2 separate regions of the Mus musculus genome follow, and region 1 is linked to region 2. A link is a contact called in public promoter capture Hi-C data. All regions are on one chromosome and are shown on one strand. Each heading gives the region's core, a stretch centred on a gene start, on an enhancer-like site or on the middle of the called end of the contact. The rest is flanking DNA. Distances are from core to core; before and after follow the strand shown.

Region 1 (2,700 bases), core at 59-2,558, 2.4 Mb before region 2:
TCCTGTGCATCCCAACACACACCAACTGCTTCACATCCCTCCTGGCCACTGTGCTTTTTATCCTATTAACAGGGTGTGTGTGTGTGTGTGTGTGTGTGTGTGTGTGTGTGTGTGTGTTTGTTTTTGTAGCACTTAATACAAAAGGGAACTATTTACTTGTCTCCCCTACTAGGGCAACACCAAGAGGGAGTTCGCTCTTAAGCACCTAGGATTACACCAGCACACAGAGAGGTGTGTGATATAAACATGTTAAACTGACTGAATGGATAACACCTGACCTATACACTATCCACTATAACCTATAGATGTTGTCACCAAAGGTATTGTCATTTGTCATCACTACCTTAGCCTTCACTCATAACTTCAAATGTAAAACCAAGCTGCTATCATGTAATTAAAGGAGGGGGCGCAGGGAGTTCACGTTGTATGTGAAAACCGAGCTATCCAGGCCTCAGACCAGCTTTAAGAAGGGGCATGTGACTACCAAACCACAGGCAAAACACTCCTCAGACCCACTGTGGTTAAAGAAAGATCAAATGTCACTGTGTGTCAGAAGCTGGGACCACCGAGAGTAGACGCAGTGAAGGTGCGGGGACGTGAGGACCCTCATCCACAATACCAACACACGAGTGTCTGCTGTTTGACAGGTCTAGCCCTCCCAAGCGAAGAGAGCTGGTTTAAGTGACACCAACTCGGCCGGGGAAGGAGGACCCACCAGGAGACCTGGATGCCGGCGGCACCTAACACTTTCTTTGAGGGCTGATTCAGGTTCTGTTCCCGCCCGCGGCTCCTTTTTATCTCCAACCAAACACAGCTGATTCCGTTCGGGGCCACCGAGGGGCAGCGAGAGGGGTGTCCCCAACTCTCTCCGAGATCCCCCGCCTCTCCAGCGCTCTCTGCACCCATTTCCGGGCGCCCCGGCGTCCTTTCTCTCTGGCGCTCTCCGGGTCATGCGCGGCCCCCGCCTTTCGGCGCTCGCGCCCCTTTCCCGCGTTCCCGGACTTGCGCCAGTGCCGCCGTCCGCCACCTTCCCTGACTCTCCAGGGACACCCGCCCGGCGACCTCCTCAGCCCCCGCCCCTCTCGCCCGTACCGGGAGCAGTTCCTTTAGGGAGCGCCGCACCGGCACGATTTCCAGCTCGCCTTCTTCCACTTCCATGGGCTCCGGCTCGCCACGCTCCAAACCGGACTCCACCTCGGGCGACGGAAGCCCCAAAGCCGGCCCAGCGGGGGCCTCCGCCTTCACAGACACTCGCAGGCCGCGGACGGCCGCCATAGCTGCCAGCCGGCCGCACCACCGAAAGCCCGCCCCTCACTCCCGCCGCCTAGAGCGCCGTCGCCGATGACCACAGAGGAGCACCGCTATCACCTAGAGCGTCGTCTGTTTCTACCAGAAAGCTGTCCTTATCTCTGGCGCCCCCTTGGTGACCTAGGAACCTGGGGCCGGCTTGGGGCGGGACTTCGCGGGGTAGGGGGCGGGACGAAGCAGTGATGGAGGTGGAGCGTCGTCTGAGGTTCCAAAATACCTGCACTTTGAGGACTATACTTCTAAGAACTGCTGAGCGGTTACCGCGATCTATCATCTAGGCAATCTGAGCGTTTACAAAGTTATTTCCGTAGTAAGCTTTGGCTCTGTCAAGTCTTCCAGTAATTGAGCCATATTATGTGGTCAAAATTTTAAACTAGGGCCCAGTGTAGGGGTTACATGCCTATAATCCCAGCAGTCAGGAGTCAGAGGCAGGCACATCTCTAAGTTCCAGGCCATCCAGGGATCCAAGGTAAAACCCTGCCTACATTTAAACTGGAAAGGGATGGTACACGATTGTATTCCCAGCACTTGGGAGATAGAGGCAGGAGGACTAGGGGCTGAAGGTTATCCCCCAATTACACCAAGGGGCAATTGCTAGTTTGAGGCCAGCCTAAACTACAGAAGATCCTATCTTAAAAGGGGAAGAGGGGTGCTTCAAGATCACAGTGACCTACCCAAAGGGCAGAACCAGAGCTTAGACCCATTTTGTCACTTCTGGGAGCTCTACTCATCAGAGACTCACAAGCAAGATTTCCTGCAAATGTTCCTAGTAAGAGTCTGGCTGGGAAAGAGGAAAGGCTTGTTCAGACTTGAAGAAGGGACTTCTTGTCTGTCATGAGTCCTGATTTTGTGTCTCCTCCTGTGTCATATTTAGTTAGCCCTTTCTAGACCTATCTCCCAATCTGAACCAGGAATAGGTAAGACCATATATCTGAGCCCCTAAAAATCTTTTCAGAGAAAGGCAAATCATTCTAAAACAGAAAAAAAAATCACAAGACTCAGATACACTAGGTCACTTTGGGCATGGCACGGAACCTCAGTTCCTTCATCAGAACATAGAACAGTGACACACCTCCACAGAAGAATATAAGGACCGAATGAGCTAGTTATGTGCGGCTGTAAGATCCAAAAGAGGTGATACTGTACATCCAAGCTTTTCTTGAAATGGGTCTGTACCATGGGACAAACAAGATGGAATTCCTTAGAATGGTACCATCAATTGATTGCAATGCAAAGTACAAAATTGGGTTAAAACAATGGATTGTATTTTCTTTTCTCCTGTTCCCCTTCCTTTCTTTCCTTCCGTTTTTCTTTTGCTGTATTAACAATGCAACCCAGAGACTTGAGCATGCTAACAAAGCCCTTTACCAGTGAGCTTTACCCCAGCCCTCT
Region 2 (2,700 bases), core at 190-2,689:
TCCACCCTAGGGTCCCCACCTGTCGTGGCGTCCCTGTCCCGCCCCTCCTCTCTTATCTCCTGCCGCTCCCTGCGGGATTTTTCCACCCCCGGGCAGGAGGCGCGCAGATCAGAGGTCAAGGGATGGCGGGCGCAGGCCGCCACGTGCCCCAGCGCGGCCCCGCCCGTGACTCAGCCACGCGGCTGTCGAAGAACCTCGGCTGGGGGGCGTGGGGAGCCAGAATTTGGGGATGAACGTCAGGGAACCCAACCCGGCTCCAAAAGGCAGCGAACCAAGTACTTCCACTGGGAGAGGCTGCACACCCTGGCGCCCCTCCTCCGAGGGACCGGAAGCGGCCGAGCCCCTCGGAGGCCAGGGTCCCGGGTGACTCCTTTACTCCCTCCAGCCTCAGTGGCCTGCCATTCGCCCCTAGACCTGCTCGGCGGCGAGTGAGCTGACCGCACATAAATACTTAGCAAAAGTTTTTCTGGAAAAGAAGAAAGCCCCAGTGCGTCCAAAGTAGAGGGGACTTTCCTCTTCTTATAAAAGTTGTCATCCTTGGTACTTTAGTATTCTTCCGCCTTGAAAAATGAGTCCCGTCGTGTCACCCGGGTGGCGCCCCTATTCAGTGACCTCTGTAGACAGGGTTCAGGCATGGGGCGAGGCTGAGCTGGAGCGGATCCAGCGAAGGGAATGATTCCTCGGGAATCTAGGGACGCGCTCGAATGAACCCAACGTGTGCGCTGTACATGGCAGACGGTTGGGACAGGTGCCCTGGTTGGAGAGACCTTTAGTACTGAAAATGACTAGAGTATTATATCGATTTCACTTTTGCTCCCTTATCGTTTAGATAAATGTGGAGAAGGCAGCAGGGCCCAACCCGGGGCGTCTGCCCGTCCCGACTGCTGGGGACGCGTCTTCCCTCCTCGGATGGTCCAAATGTGTCCCGCCAGGCGCGCGCTCACGCAGCCAAGCCGCTAGCCCCAACCGCCCCACGCGCTGGCTTCTCACTGCCCCGGCGCAGGCGCGGGCGCACGCGCCGCCGCCCGCCGTTCCTTCCCTCCCGCGGAGGTGGGGGTTGGGGGGTGGAGGAATGATTCGGTTTAACCCTGGGTTCCCCGAACCCACTTCAACTTGCTCAACCTTACTAATTTTCTTTTTTTTTTTTTTTTCTTTTTCTTTCCCTGCTTCCTCTGGCTTCCTCCTTCTATAGCCAAGTGGTATTCAGGATGAATCGGAGCGAGCCCTAACCTTAACCTCTCCTGCCACCACCACTCTATATAGCCTTTGGCGTGGCTTTCCATCGAACTCGGCAAATTTTGCAAAGTGGGGGGAGGGTTTTTTAAAAATTGCATTTGCAAAAGTTCGCTATCTGGCCCGGCGGGGGGGGGGGGAGGATGGAGGGAGGGAATGGGGCGCAGGCCCCGCCCCGCCGCCCTTTGCAAATAAAAATCTAGAGGGGGGGGGGAGGAGCAGGAAGTGGCGGTGCGAGGGCTGCTGCACAGCTAACAGAGCCGCGTTCCGGACGGCAGCGCGTGCCCCGAGCTCTCTGCCTTCCCCCGCCCGCCAGCCCGAGCCCGAGCCCGCGATCCCAGCAACAGCCCGCAGAGCAGCCCCAGCAGCAGCGCCATGGCCGGGTGGAACGCCTACATCGACAGCCTTATGGCGGACGGGACCTGTCAGGACGCGGCCATCGTAGGCTACAAGGACTCGCCCTCCGTCTGGGCCGCCGTCCCCGGGAAGACCTTCGTTAGCATTACGGTACTGCGAGGCTCGTGCGGTCCCGAGCAGTGACCGGCCTTAGACCCTCTGGGGGACTGGGGTGGGGGCGGGCGCAGGCGAGCGAGGGCAGCGGGAGGCCGTGATCCGGTCCTCTCCCATCGGCGGGGCGAATGGCGGCTGCGTGAGACTGGCTCCCTCTGTGGTTCCCCGGGCTCTACGCCCCTCGGCGGCGGCGCCCATCTCGCCCGCCGCCCCGCTTTCTGCGACCGGGCGTTACATCCGGGGCCCAGGGCGGGGAGGGGCGCGGCGGCCGGTGCGGCGGCCCACTTCCGCCTCCTCCAGGGCGGGGCGGGCACGCGCTGCAGTTTTAGCCCGGGATTATGATTGATAAGGGGCTCCGGAGCCTGGACTCCCCTTCGGGCCGAATGCTCGCTCTCCCTCCACCATTGTTCCCCCTGACGCTGATGGGAGCGCCAGGCGCGTGGCCTTGGGCCCGGGCCGGACCTCGGTAGCCACCCTGCCCCTCCCAGCTCCGTTAGAGAGGGCGAGGCCGCCACACACACACACACCCCCCAAGTCGGCACGTTAGCCTCAACATTCCTGGGAGGCCGATTCCGGAAGTCCCCTCGCCCTCCCTTCCCGCCATCCGCCCGGGCCCGGCGTAGGGGAACTTTGTGAGAAGTTCTGAGACGGTAAAAGTGAAGGAATAAGGTTGCTGCTGTCCCTACCACCACCTTCCCTGACCACACTGCCCGGAAGTGGGGAGGGGGAGCGGAAGTTCGAATGGGGGGAGGGGATTTCCGGGCGGGAGGGTACCGGATATAGGGGTTTGGGGGTTTAAGGGGGAGAAGGAGAAAGGTTCTCTGGGATGTCTAGACTCACACACAGACTAGTCTCCTGCCCTAATAAACTTTTTGAACTTAATTAGAGAGCCCCCGGGGTCAGCTTCCTTATCTTGGGGCATAGCTACCTGGACCCAAACTCCAGGTTACCCGGAGA

Evidence for each region. Promoter capture Hi-C pulls out the DNA fragments that hold promoters and counts their contacts.
Region 1: a contact with region 2 is called in a promoter capture Hi-C map of pre-B cells, with 2.7 times the contacts expected there. The contact joins the promoter of Ncbp3 here to the promoter of Pfn1 in region 2. A contact is called at or near these places in 2 of 39 promoter capture datasets (liver and pre-B cells).

Annotation. Positions count from the first base shown.
Region 1 is chr11:73,046,475-73,049,174 of GRCm38.p6, reverse strand. Ncbp3 (nuclear cap binding subunit 3) reads right to left here and starts at 1,308. Exons shown (of 13, transcript NM_025818.3): 1 at 1,093-1,308. The coding sequence starts at 1,275.
Region 2 is chr11:70,653,389-70,656,088 of GRCm38.p6, reverse strand. Pfn1 (profilin 1) reads left to right here and starts at 1,439. Exons shown (of 3, transcript NM_011072.4): 1 at 1,439-1,740. The coding sequence starts at 1,609. It also overlaps a transcript of Eno3 not described here.